Regions from separate parts of the Zea mays genome. Here region 2 is linked to region 1. The links are chromatin contacts, called in public Hi-C maps. All regions are on one chromosome and are shown on one strand. Each heading gives the region's core, a stretch centred on a gene start, on an enhancer-like site or on the middle of the called end of the contact. The rest is flanking DNA. Distances are from core to core; before and after follow the strand shown. Region 1 holds the start of LOC103640981 (protein STABILIZED1). Region 2 holds the start of LOC100284281.

Region 1 (7,234 bases), core at 2,319-4,818:
GTGCGACAAAAGCCTCCAAGCGAGTATTAACACTCCCTTCGAGGCTCGGGGGCTACTGTCGGGGACCATAATTAGGGGTACCCTCAAGGCTCCTAAATCTCTGCTGGTAACCCCCATCAGCACAAAGCTGCAAAGGCCTGATGGGTGCGACTAAGTCAAGGATCAGTCCATTCGAAGGACGAGATCACGCCTCGCCCGAGCCCAGCCTCGGGCAAGGGCAGCTGACCCCGAAGGATCTACGTCTCGCCCGAGGCCCCCCTCCAGCAACGGACACACCTTCGGCTCGCCCAAGGCCCAGTCTTCACCGAGAAGCAACCTTGGCCAAATCGCCACGCCAACCGACCAAATCGCAGGGGCATTTAATGCAAAGGTGGCCTGACACCTTTATCCTGACGCACGCCCTCCAGTCGACAGAGCCGAAGTGACCGCAGTCATTTCGCCGCTCCACTGACCGGTCTGACAAGAGGACAGCGCCGCCTGCGCCGCTCCGACTGCTGTGCCACTCGACAGAGTGAGGCTGACAGCAGCCAGGCCCGACCTCAGGCGCCATAGGAAACTCCGCTTCGCCCGACCCCAGGGCTCGGACTCAGGCTCAGCCCCGGAAGACGACGAACTCCGCTTCGCCCGACCCCAGGGCTCGGACTCGGGCTCAGCCCCGGAAGACGACGAACTCCGCTTCGTCCGACCCCAGGGCTCAGACTCAGGCTCAGCCCCGGAAGACGACGAACTCCGCTCTGCCCGACCTCAGGACTCGGACTCGGGCTCAGCCCTGGAAGACGACGAACTCCGCTCCGCCCGACCCCAGGGCTCGGACTCGGGCTCAGCCCCGGCAGACGACGAACTCCGCTCCGCCCGACCCCAGGGCTCGGACTCGGGCTCAGCCCCGGAAGACGACGAACTCCGCTTCGCCCGACCCCAGGGCTTGGACTCGGGCTCAGCCCCGGAAGACGACGAACTCCGCTTCGCCCGACCCCAGGGCTCGGACTCAGCCCTGGCCTCAGCCGACGGTCTCCGCCTCGCCCGACCCAGGGGCTCGGACTCGACCCCGGCGTTGGAAGACAAACTCGACCTCGACCTCGGAGGAGCCTCCACATCGCCCAACCCAGGGCACAGACCGACCACGTCAACAGGAGGCGCCATCATTACCCTACCCCAAGCTGACTCAGGCTACGGGGAATAAGACCGGCGTCCCATCTGGCTCGCTCCGCCAGACAAGTAATGATGGCGCCCCGCACGCTCTATGACGACGGCGGCTCTCAGCCCCCTTACGGAAGCAAGAGGACGTCAGCAAGGACTCGACAGCCCTGACAGCTGTCCTTCCGCCAGGCTCCAGCGCTCCTCCAACGGCCACGACACCACACGAACCGGGTGCCAAAACCTCTCCGGCTGCCATGATGGCATGTACTTAGGGCGCTAGCTCTCCTGCGCTAGACACGTTAGCACACTGCTACACCCCCCATTGTACACCTGGATCCTCTCCTTGCGCCTATAAAAGGAAGGACCAGGGCCCTCTTACAGAGGGTTGGCCGCGCGGGGAAGGACGGGACGGCGCTCGCGTGAGGCCGCTCGCTCCCTCCCGCGTGGACGCTTGTAACCCCCTACTGCAAGCGCACCCGACCTGGGCGTGGGACAAACACGAAGGCCGCGGGATTCCACCTCTCACGCCCGTCTCCCTCCGACTGCCTCCCCCCTTCGCGCTCCGTCTCGCGCCGACCCATCTGGGCTGGGGCACGCGGCGACAATTTACTCGTCGGTCCAGGGACCCCCCGGTCTTGAAACGCCGACAATAGTGATACAATAAATTTGAAGCAAAGATATATTTCAAGCAAAGAGGAAGAAATCTGAACAACATGAATTGACTGTTTTAGCATAGTTTGCCTCAGGGAAACATAGACCACCACAAGGAAAATCATGTCATATGTGCTCTGCTAGAAGAACCATAACAGTAACATCCAAAAAATGCTACCATACTTACCATAACCATAATTGTATGAACTATAGTTTGCCTCAGAAATCATTATTAATTAAAATCACTTGATCAACTCATGAGAGTAATACAATAAATTGCCTCAGATTTGTATGAATAAACAACTTGAATTATCATCCACAGTTCTAGATTTAGGCATAAGACAAGTTGTTATTATCCACAGACTAGTATCATAGGCGTAGAGCAAAGTATTAGGCATAGATCAAAGTATTACGCATAGAGCAAGGTACTAGGCATCATAGGCATAAGACTGGTCTGCTCAAATCCTTGCAAGGTGCTGCCTTATGCAAAGCACACAGTGTTTAGGTTCCATCTTCACAAAGCCATCACCTTGCCTTTTGTTGACTAATAGGTAGGCAAGGCAACAGTGAAACCTCGAATACTCATGCAAATTTGATATAAATCAGGGTGGACATCGGTGGTCTGGACCACAATAGGTGCTTGGACAACTTCAACCAATTTGTTCACAACTCCAATAAGTCATGTCATAATCCCCATCTCTTCATCACTAAGTCTCCTTTTCTTTCCAGAGGATCCAGAGAAACTAGCAGCACCATAGCCACTATGAGAAGGGCTGGCACCAGCAAAACCAGAAGCAGTAGTACCAACAAGACATGGTTCTTCAGATGCACCAGCACCTTCAGTGATGTTCGAGATGGTGCAAATGGGCTCATTTGAGGCCATGGCATACCTGCCAGTAGCCTGCCCAGCTCCAAATATAATTTTCATTTGCACATAGTTTTCAATTGGCACATTGAGGAATTCAACATCCTTTGGGTTTTCTTTTGTATGGCCCAGCAAGTGCTCATCATCAAGGATGATTGTGATTGTATTCTCATCCCAATCAGCACCGCTTAGGTCCTTGAGCCTATAAACCCTGATCCATTTTTGACGCCACTTCCTCAAATGATTGTAGACCTGGGTTTCTGTGACTTCTTGGCCACTGAATTCAGTCAGTGCTTTAGCAACAGAGTTGACATGGACCTCTTTGAACCCTTTATCCGTTTTTACTCCTTGCCCAACCAAGTCCGCAAACTTCCTAAGGATAAAAGCTGATATCATAGGGGTCCAGCGCACGGCAGTCCTTGAGGTACTACCAGCAACAACTAGCTCAACTTCCATAGTCTATATACAATTGATAAGACATTTATAAAATTGAAGTCATAAGAAGAGATAATGAAATGGCATCATAGCATAGGACCAGTTTTCTCAGCATATAAAAAATAATTAAGTTTCAAAGCAGAAAGTAAAACAATATCACTGCATATCACAATTTCTCTCAGCATGAAAAAAATTATACAGTTTCAAGACATCACTGCAGAGTACAATTTTTCTCAGATTATAAGGCTGATAACAAAAAAAACATCACTGTAGATTACAATTTTTCTTAGAATAAAACCACAAAGACATTACACATGGCTAGCATATTTTTACCGGGCCAGCACAGATCTGACCGGCCAGCGAAACGAGTTATCTTCATTTTGATCAGGCCAGATCACGGAGTCAGCTGACCCGTCTCAAGCTAGGCTCCCGAGTTGAGCCATGCAACTAAACATGATGTGTCTGTTTCAAATAGGTCTGGTCCTGAGTTGAGCCAGGCAACCAAACTCATCACTAAATTCTTCCACCAATTCGTCCCAAACTCGCAGCCGACGGAGACGCCCCACGCTCCTCGTCTCTCAATCCTACCCGATTAGCGTCATGTCCGGCACCACTCCGACCCCTACACCTACACCGCCGCCTCTCCCGCCGCCGCCGGCCGCTCGCCCCGTGCGGTACGACTTCCTCAACTCGAAGCCGCCGGCCAACTACGTCGCGGGGCTCGGCCGTGGCGCAACCGGCTTCACCACCCGCTCGGATATCGGGCCGGCCCGGGCCGCGCCCGACCTACCCGACCGCTCGGCCGCCGCCGCCGGCCCTGCCGTCGGCCGCGGCCGCGGGAAGCCTCCCGGCGAGGATGACGGCGACGACGACGGCGGCGACGAGGAGAAGGGATACGACGAGAACCAGAAGTTCGACGAGTTCGAGGGCAACGACGCCGGTCTCTTCTCCAACGCCGATTACGACGACGACGACCGCGAGGCGGATGCTGTGTGGGAGAGCATCGACCAGAGGATGGACTCGCGCCGCAAGGATCGCCGCGAGGCGCGCCTCAAGCAGGAGATTGAGAAGTACCGCGCGTCAAACCCTAAAATCACCGAGCAGTTTGCTGATCTCAAGAGGAAGCTGGCTGATCTGTCCGCGCAGGAATGGGAGAGCATACCGGAAATTGGGGACTACTCGCTGCGCAACAAGAAGAAGCGGTTTGAGAGCTTCGTGCCCGTGCCGGACACCCTGCTTGAGAAGGCTCGGCAGGAGCAGGAGCATGTCACAGCTCTTGACCCTAAGAGCCGTGCGGCTGGTGGCACAGAGACGCCATGGGCACAGACTCCTGTTACTGATCTGACGGCTGTTGGCGAGGGTCGTGGCACTGTGCTCTCGCTCAAGTTAGATAGGCTGTCAGATTCAGTTTCTGGGCTCACTGTAGTTGATCCGAAAGGGTATTTGACAGACCTGAAAAGCATGAAGATTACTAGTGATGCTGAGATTTCTGACATCAAGAAGGCGCGTCTATTGCTCAAGTCAGTGACGCAGACAAATCCTAAGCATCCCCCCGGTTGGATTGCCGCTTCTAGGCTCGAAGAGATTGCTGGCAAGCTTCAGATTGCTCGACAGCTTATCCAGCGTGGCTGTGAAGAGTGCCCCAAGAACGAAGATGTGTGGCTTGAAGCATGCCGTTTGGCCAGTCCAGATGAGGCAAAGGCTGTAATTGCCCGTGGTGTGATGTCAATTCCAAATTCTGTGAAGCTATGGTTGCAGGCAGCAAAATTGGAGAGCAGTGATCTGAATAAGAGCAGGGTTTTGAGGAAAGGGCTGGAGCACATTCCTGATTCAGTCCGGCTATGGAAGGCTGTAGTTGAGCTTGCAAATGAAGAGGATGCAAGGTTGTTGCTTCACAGGGCTGTGGAGTGTTGCCCGTTGCATGTGGAACTTTGGCTTGCCCTTGCAAGGCTGGAGACCTATGACCAAGCAAGGAAAGTACTTAACAAGGCCAGGGAGAAGCTCCCCAAGGAGCCTGCCATTTGGATTACAGCTGCAAAGCTAGAGGAGGCTAATGGGAACACACAATCAGTTAACAAGGTGATTGAGAGAGGTATCAGATCTCTACAGAGAGAAGGAATGGATATTGATAGGGAAGCATGGTTGAAGGAAGCAGAAGCCGCGGAGCGTGCTGGATCTGTTTTGACTTGCCAGGCTATTGTGAAGAACACTATAGGCATTGGTGTTGATGATGAGGATCGGAAGCGCACGTGGGTTGCTGATGCTGAGGAATGCAAGAAGCGTGGTTCAATTGAAACAGCACGCGCCATCTATGCACATGCGCTTACTGTGTTCCTTACTAAGAAGAGTATTTGGCTGAAAGCAGCACAACTTGAGAAGAGCCATGGGACTAGGGAGTCACTTGATGCGCTCCTCAAGAAGGCTGTTAACTACAATCCACGAGCTGAAGTATTGTGGCTTATGGCTGCAAAGGAGAAATGGTTGGCTGGAGATGTGCCTGCTGCTCGTGCAATTCTTCAGGAAGCTTATGCTGCTATCCCCAATTCAGAAGAGATCTGGCTGGCTGCATTCAAGCTCGAGTTTGAGAACAATGAGCCGGAGAGAGCAAGAATGCTCTTGGCCAAGGCCAGGGAAAGAGGAGGGACAGAGAGGGTTTGGATGAAATCTGCCATTGTTGAGAGGGAATTGGGGAATGTTGGTGAGGAAAGGAGATTGTTGGAGGAAGGTTTGAAGCTATTCCCTGCATTCTTCAAATTGTGGTTAATGCATGGACAGATGGAAGACCGGCTTGGTAATGGAGCGAAGGCCAAGGAGGTTTTTGAGAATGGCCTGAAGCAGTGCCCTAGTTGCATCCCTCTTTGGCTCTCTCTAGCTACCCTAGAGGAGAAGATTAGTGGCTTGAGTAAATCACGTGCTGTTCTCACAATGGCTAGAAAGAAGAACCCTGCTACACCTGAACTCTGGCTAGCGGCAATTCGAGCTGAATTGAGGAATGGGAACAAAAAGGAAGCCGATGCTCTACTGGCCAAGGCATTGCAAGAGTGTCCAACAAGTGGTATTTTGTGGGCTGCAGCTATTGAGATGGCACCACGCCCACAGCGTAAAGGAAAGAGCACAGATGCTATTAAGCGAAGTGATCATGATCCACATGTCATTGCAACTGTGGCCAAACTTTTCTGGCTTGACAGGAAGGTTGATAAGGCTAGGAGTTGGTTAAACAGGGCTGTTACTCTTGCTCCTGATATTGGTGATTTTTGGGCATTGTACTACAAATTTGAACTTCAGCATGGAAATGTGGACACACAAAAGGATGTTCTGAAAAGATGTGTTGCAGCAGAACCAAAGCATGGCGAAAAATGGCAAGCAATAACCAAGGCTGTTGAAAACTCACACCTGCCTGTTGAGGCTCTTCTGAAGAAAGCTGTTGTCGTGCTTGATGTAGAAGAAAACGCCAATCCGGGAGGAGCCTAGACTCTCTTTTTTATAAGTTGTTTGGTGAACATATTTTGTGGCTTACAATTTACTCAGCAAGTCTGCATCTTTAAATCTGTTGTTGATTCTTGCTTTTTGCTCCACTTTACTAAAAAGGGATGGTACATACTCTTTCCGCTGAGCAACTTTGTAGGTGATATGGCATAACCAAATCTTTTTTAGAACGAAATATTAGCTAGTTCTGATATCTGCATAATATGAAACTATCTGAGAATCAAACAACAGAAACTTGCATGCTCTGCTTCAACCTATCGCGTGCAGTCATATTAGACTACTTTTGTTCCCAAAAGTTAAGTTTCAGATATTTAAAATAAATAATTTGGAATATTTGCTCAATAGTCACTACTCCTTTAAAGCGTGTTTACAACGTGAGCTTCTTCGTACGCCGTCCTCCTCCGCTGTGCGCCAAGATTCGAACCCAAGTTCTTCACTCCAAGCAGCTTACCACCACAACTTACATCTGCTTGTGTTATATAAATGATTGTGTTATATAAAAGAGATAATGTAAATAACCGTAACAATGTATGTACCTAACTATTCTTTATCTCTACTATATTAAGTTCCAATCGATCATCATGCGTCAATATTTTTTTTAAAAAAACCTACATCTATTTAGAATCAACCCGCACTCCTATAATCTCTTCTCTACTACTA
Region 2 (7,234 bases), core at 2,000-4,499, 140 kb before region 1:
CTATGATTTTGCCTCCTTGTGGCACCCAAACAAATAACAAATGGAAATAAATTCCATTTTCGTTTCCTTCTTTTTCCTAACTAAGATGTTTTTGAAGATATCAGCTCATGGGAATTGATCCAAAATTCAAGTCAGTGCTTCTGCTGTATCATTTTGAAGAATGCTTTGGGTCATCTAAAACGCCAATATAAGCCCTTGTCAAAAGGAGTTAACTGAGCCAATCTTAAGGCCCCTTGTTCGTCCAGGCGCACCGCCTGAGAGAGACGACAAATCAAGTGCCAGCCTGCAGAGAAATTCATATACATAAACAAGTTTAAGCACGAATTCAACAGCAAATACTAATAGCAAGGAATTCTGTAAAAAGAATATTGGGCCAATGACATACAAGTGTATGGCTCCATTTTTGCCTTCGTTAGTCTCAGATTGCAACAAAATTTCTGAGTCAGTTTTGGACACGATAGAGTAACTTGCAGTTTCTTTGTCCTCCTTGTTAACTGAAGGATAATGGGATCCACCATCAGAAAAAACACAATGAAGCATCAGTACACAGTGGAAGTAAAAATATTTCTTGAACTTACAAAAATCATCTGAATCTTCTTGGTCATCATCCAGAGAAAGCAACTTCTGTAGGTTACAACAACAATTATTTAGAAAAGATTAATGTCATAATTGAAGTATTGCGTTGAAACAATCCAGGCAAGGTAGCCAATGATCTGGGTGAATTACCTTCAAATTCTCATAGCATGTCTCAAGGTCATCGTTGACCAAAAGATGATGAAAGAGACCTGGTTCATTGGACTGATCAAGTTCAGCCTGAGCATTTCTGAGTCGTTTCTGGATTTGCTCCTCTGTTTCAGTACCCCTGTATGACCAATTTACCAGAGAATAAATCAAGCATGTCATCCAATTATGGTTAAGAATGAGACAAACATCACATATTGTTATCCAAACACTATATTTCATGAACTACAAATATACCGTGCCCGAAGGCGCTTCTCTAGTTCCTCGAACGATGGAGGGCATACAAAGATGAATATTGCTTCAAGAGAAGAAGCCCTCACGGATCGAGCTCCTTGGACATCAATGTCGAGAATACACCTCTTCAACGAAAAAGCAATGGAAAGATGAAGCAGTTCACCTTTCAGAAAGTTTTATTAAAGATTGTATTAATCTTACCTTTCCCTCATCAGTTACAGATTCGACTGCTTCGATACTTGTGCCATACACATTTCCATGAACATGAGCGAATTCAAGAAATTTGCCCTCGCTTATATCTTTCTCTATCTTGATTCGTTCTGTGAAGTGGTAGTGAACACCATCTATTTCCTTTTCCCTTGGAGATCTTGTAGTGTGGCTAACAGAAAAACCAAACTTCGATGGATAGTCTTTCATCAACTTTGCAATCAATGTCCCTTTACCAACACCAGAAGGACCACTAATCACAACTGGTTTTTGGCCAACGCCGATTACTCCCTTGCTCCAAGAAACAACTTCTGTTTCCTTGATTTTCCGTTGTTGCTTAACAAAGGGGGTGTCTATCTGAATAAATGAAAAAAAAACAGTAGTGTGTCCACTTAGTTAGGTTATGGGTGTGTAGAAGAAAAAGTCTGACACAAGAGACTAGAAATTTGTTAACATATGTAGGAACAGAAACAAATTAGGAAGCACCCTGTGCAAGCTGCCGGTGCATTCAAAATATCTAAAGAGGAACAGTATTTCAAATCCAAAACAGAGCATTGTATCAATTTGCTAGTGTATACCTCAAGGAACCAGATGGACTCATTCAAGGGAACACCCTTCTCGATAACTAATATCTTCTCATCACTGACAGGAATCACAGACTGTGACTTGGTTAGAAGTGGCTGTTCCCCAAGTATTGTGGGTGAGAGCCTGCAATGCAACAAGACAAAAAAATATGAATGAATAGGTACAAATAAGTTGAGTGCAAAGGAAGCAGAGCAGACCAATGAAACGATGAAATGCAATACCAAGTCTGAGTGAGCTTGTCGTGAATTTTAACAGCAGATGTTTTCAAATCATCATCTGATCTACAAATAACATACTGCAAAAGCAAGAGAATGTTGGGACAATTTAGATCCAGAATATTTCGCAGAAAAATAAGCAGCAGCTGATAACTGAAAGTGCAAGGTTAAAGTCACTACATATTAGCAAAGGAATTAGGTTATGCAGCCTGTCATCTTAGTTAATTCCAAGCTGATACAAGAAGCTCATACAGTATCATGTACTGTGCATATCCTGCCTTTCTGCTAGAAAGAGAAAGGTCTAGCTGAGATGATGTGTGCTTTTTGAAAGTGACAAGGTACTCAACGGGCTATCCTTCTTACAAAGGTTCACATTCATAAAAAGAGCAGCAGCTATTTCATATAGGCAGGACAAAGCACGAGCATTTGCTCCAAGCCTTAAAGTCATAAGCATAAAACAAGAAACAACCCCCGAGCAAACGTCTAAAGAACCATGGAACACCAGGCAGCTAATCTGAACAGGCTAATCCATTCCATCGCACTCACCGTCTTATCGCCGACTTCAAAGGCACTCTGTTTGCAGTCCTTGGCGTCGACGACGCTGAAGTGGACAGCTTCCTCACCCTGTTGGCCCGATCAATCAAACAGATCAAAATCAGGAGGCACTATTCCAACACTACTTGACGTGCACATAACAAACGAGCAAGGTGCCAAACGCACTTGCAAGCTCATAGATGTAGCACCAGCAGCTAATCAAACTCACCATGAGATGCGCGGCGGCCAATCCGATCCGGGGGCAGATCGAGCGGAGGCTCTATGAGGGCCCTGTTGAGCACGGTAAAAGAAGTTGCTTAGGACCACATCACAGCGAACGAACGAGTGCATTTAACAACAGAGCCACACGCGAACCAGCCGGATCCGGGAGAGGGAGGAACCCTGGGGTTCCACGGCTCACAGGCACAGCAACGAACAAAAATGAATGAAACAACCAAAACGAGCACCCCGCGCAAGCAAGGAAATATCAAGCGCAGGGATCATCGAGACGCACCCGGCAACCGGGCGGATTCCGGCTCGGCGCGAGCCCAGGTGGCGCCGGCGGCGCGGGCTAACAAAGCGGAGAGATTATTATATTACAGTAGGACGCGACGCGCGGGCGCAGCCGAATGAGAGGAGGGTACCTGGATCTGGAGCGGGAGAATGCCGGGGCAGGCGGGGCGGTCAGCGGCGAGGAGGGATCACGGCCGGCGGCGGGGAAAGATGGACTCGGAATCAGTGGGGGGAAGCGACGACGAGGTCCCGGTGTCTTTATACGACTTTTGCTCCCTTTTATTTTAGTACTATTTATTGTGTTTGTTTGGACGACGCGGAAGCGGAGCTGGTTGGGATTCGGCGGATCTGGTCGTGGCCCGGCAAAGCTGCCAAGCCCAAACTCCAAAGCGAGGGTCCTTTTCGCTTTCCCCGCTTTGCACCTCACCTGGTCACCAATTCGGGCTCTCGCTTTGCGTCTCCTTGCATTTTCTCAAGTTGACTTGTTTGTATTGAATAACTACGTGATACGTTAGATTAGTCGTGAGAAGATTTGAAAGGCATTTCTCCTTTCGCAGAAGCACAACAGAGAACACATGAGACACAGAATGTGAGGTTGGACCTTTAGCCCTCTTTCTCTTCTGTTATGAGAGTGTACGAGTTTCTTTATATAGAGACGTGAGACATATCAGGGGCAAAGTCGGTATTTGCCCACATAATCTTAACTAGGGTTACTTAACACTCTCCTTTGGGCAAATACTGCGACCAACACATGCCTCGTTAAAAACCTTATGTGAGAAACTTCAGGAAAACTCATCGAGGGAAAAAGAGTATAACAGTTGTCATTAGGACATATTTCGATCTTCAGGATCTAGATTCCATCGAATCTTCTACAATGACTAAATTTAGAAACAAGCTCCCCCTGATCCTTGCAAAAATGTATCAATATGTCAAAACATCTTCTTTTGGAAGTTTATGCACATAGAGATTTAGAAAACGGATTTCATATCATTGCAAGGATTATTTTAGGAACTTCACATCAACTCACTTCTATGATACACGAGGTAAGTGCACGTATCAACACAAACAAGCCACTTTGATTGGTGGTGTTCGATCGACTGGATCTACATATTTGATAGAAACTTTCATAAAGGTTTACATATTGGTCATCAAGCTGACGTCTTCGGGGCATACAATATAACATGCAATGTCCCATAATTATTATCAATATTAAGCATTCACTCCCCCTGACGATGACACGTCAAAGTCGTTATCACTCATAACTAAAACATATTTCTTCAAAATATGTGTCTCATTATTTATCTGGAATAATGAGGATGGATGGGGCTAGGGAACTACACCTTTCATTCTATCATACACCACAATGTATACATAGTTCTGCAAAGCAAATAACTTGTCCTTTCACAGGACTTAGGGGATACTATAGTTGTAATAGTACATATTCTAGCTCCAACCGTTTATTCATTACAACTTAAATGATGGTGTAACATAAGTGCATCAAAGATCGTAATCCATCAGAGATTCTTCATCGATCAGATACATCATTATAGTCTGACATTCTAGCGCAATGGGGATATTTTGCCAGTAACACCTAAACCTTATAGGTTTCTGTCATACTCTGTTTGATCCCAAATAACACATGTTTTCTATCAGTAAGGCAAGTGGACCTATCCCCCCCCACATACTCTGTTTGATCCCAAATAACACATGATTACTAGGTTTACATTTATTTCATGCATAATTTGATGGGTTACCTAATTAGATGTATCCAACCTTTTCAAAACTTTTCCTTGTTTACCCTGGGTTATGATTTAATCAAGTAGCTATACTATTGCTACAACTTCAACCCTATGATGTCACTCTTTAATGATATTAATGTTCCAAGTTTATGTTATTGTTGCGATCATGAGATAACAAGATCATATGTATTAATTGGAACATGGAGTGACATATAAGAAAACAGTGCAACCACGAGTGCTATCATGGCTCTAGCTTTGGTAATTAACTTATTGTGTTTTATGCTTAGCAACCCTACCTGAAATATGGGCAAGAGGGGACGACAGTGGTTTGGTGGCAGATCACATTAACATGGGGTGGTATTCTTGGCTAAGGTACCTCACTAAGAGGGTCACCAATACTGACGTGGAAACCTTAGAGGGTAGCTTTGTACTAAGTATATTTTGTGAAAATCTCACAGTGGATCCCTAGCCATTCACCTTGGAAGTGAATACGAGGTTGGTCGACCAAGCTAGAGGGGATACACGGCTTGTGGGTAAAGTTGTACAACCTCTGCAGAGTGTAAAATTGATATATCAGCCGTGCTCACGGTTAAGAGGTCTGGACCCTCACATGATAACTGAACTTGAAGATGGAGATAAATCATGATCGGTTTTGTTTAAGCGGTATGCTTAAGTGGTTAGCTCAAGTGGTTGAGCCTCATGTTGATGTTATTTTGTTCAAGTGGTTTGAGCTTATGTTGATTATTAATTATGCTTAATTAGGTTTGGTATATACTAACACTTAGTAATCAGATGTTGGTAATAAAATACTGACCAACTAAAATGTTAACCACATTGAACCTTAGCCTTACCTTGTTAACCTTACATTTTCACCCCACTTGTTGAGCTCCCACCGTAAGTGTGCTCACCCCTTGCTTAATTTTGATTAGAAGTTTGCAGATGAAGACTATGATGTTGTTCGATGGATTCTAGTCTAGTGATACTGTCACACCCGGTTTTGGAAGGTAAACCGAATGCGAACCATGTACGTGCCAGGATCAGGACTCACGTACACAGCGATTACATAATGGGACATCATCACACAATGCTTGAATTAAATAGCGAAAAGGTACTTAGTTACATCAAGATGTCTGAGACATCCACAGAGTCTATTACATAAACATAGTGTTAATCATTAAATCAAAGTGCGAAGTAACGAAACGTAGAATGTAAGCCTACATAGGCAGCTAACTGAGGGTTTGCCACTAAAATAAACTAGAACTCATCGTAGTCCTGGAACTCCTCAAAGTCATCCATGTTGCTAGCTTCACCTCCTGAGCACTGAGAACAGTGGGGACAACCTAGGGTGGGGTGGTTTGTAAAGCAAGGGTGAGTACACTTCAACGTACTCAGCAAATGTCCCGTTTGACTAAAGTGGACTAGATGTATGTGGAGTTTAAGGTTAAGCAGTTGCTTTTAGTTGGTCAAGTTTTATTACTATAAGTAGTGCCAAGTTTTAGTAATAACCCAGTTATTACCCAGAGGTACTCCCTCCAAGAGGAAATACCAGAGATCAAAATTATAACCATCATTGCTAATCATCATCATAAAAGTAACCAATGTTCTTCTAATCGAAGAGGATCCCAAGGCTGCTCATAACCGTGAGCACGGCTGATATACCAGTTTCTAACACTCTGCAGAGCTTGCACACTTTACCCATAAGCCTTGATTCCCATTCTGCCTGGGGTTCTAGCCTCCCCATTGATCACTACCAAGGTGACCTAGCAGGGTCTCACTGCGTAGCCTTTACAAAGATTTCCCAGAGGACATAGCCGCCCGTTAGGTTTCTCCAGTTTAATAAACACAGTACATCTCCCCAAAGGAAGAGTGACTAACAAAACCAAATCAAAGAACCTCTGCAACCAGCCTCGGCAGAGCAAGTACTGTGCCCGGACCACATTGACGAAGTGTAACACAATAAAAATCATTAAATAAAAATAATACATTTAGTTATTAATGGTATTTATGGTAATAAATTTTCTGTTAAGTGTTTATTATTTATTTGCATTTGGAATGATTTTTGATTGCTCATAAGTGATTTTGGATATTGAATATCATTTCTTTTTAAATGAAAAACCAAATAATATATAATAATATTAGTCATAAATAAATATTTTATTTATAAATAGTTTTGGTTTAATTATTATAAATTTTAGGGTTATTTAAATATGTATTTCGAAATTAGAAAAGGAAATAGAAAAAAAGAAAAAAAACAAAACCTAACCCTAATCTACCCTGGTCGAATCGGCCCATTAGGCCCATGTAGGTCGGCCGCCACTTTCCCTAACCCTAGCCAGTAGCGTGCCCTGCCCTTCCCTGCACAGTCGCCGCTCCCTGGTGCTCCCACCCGACTGCTCTCCTCCCGTTCTCTCTCCTTCTCTTCTCCCTTGCTCTCTCCCCTCCCCCTGACTTCGCGCGCACACAGCC

What was found. Hi-C and Micro-C count contacts between places; a contact is called where the count stands out from the background.
Region 2: a contact with region 1 is called in a Hi-C map of tassel, with 4 times the contacts expected there. The contact joins the promoter of LOC100284281 here to the promoter of LOC103640981 in region 1. A contact is called at or near these places in 3 of 25 Hi-C or Micro-C datasets (ear, endosperm and tassel).

The regions. Positions count from the first base shown.
Region 1 is chr10:27,954,265-27,961,498 of Zm-B73-REFERENCE-NAM-5.0, reverse strand. LOC103640981 (protein STABILIZED1) reads left to right here and starts at 3,568. Exons shown (of 1, transcript XM_008664411.4): 1 at 3,568-6,701. The coding sequence starts at 3,689. The coding sequence ends at 6,559.
Region 2 is chr10:28,095,393-28,102,626 of Zm-B73-REFERENCE-NAM-5.0, reverse strand. It overlaps LOC100284281, which reads right to left and starts at 3,249. Exons shown (of 11, transcript NM_001157176.2): 1 at 3,161-3,249; 2 at 2,746-2,807; 3 at 2,529-2,606; 4 at 1,989-2,062; 5 at 1,761-1,890; 6 at 1,177-1,539; 7 at 979-1,100; 8 at 727-862; 9 at 579-624; 10 at 386-494; 11 at 1-283. The coding sequence starts at 2,748. The coding sequence ends at 199.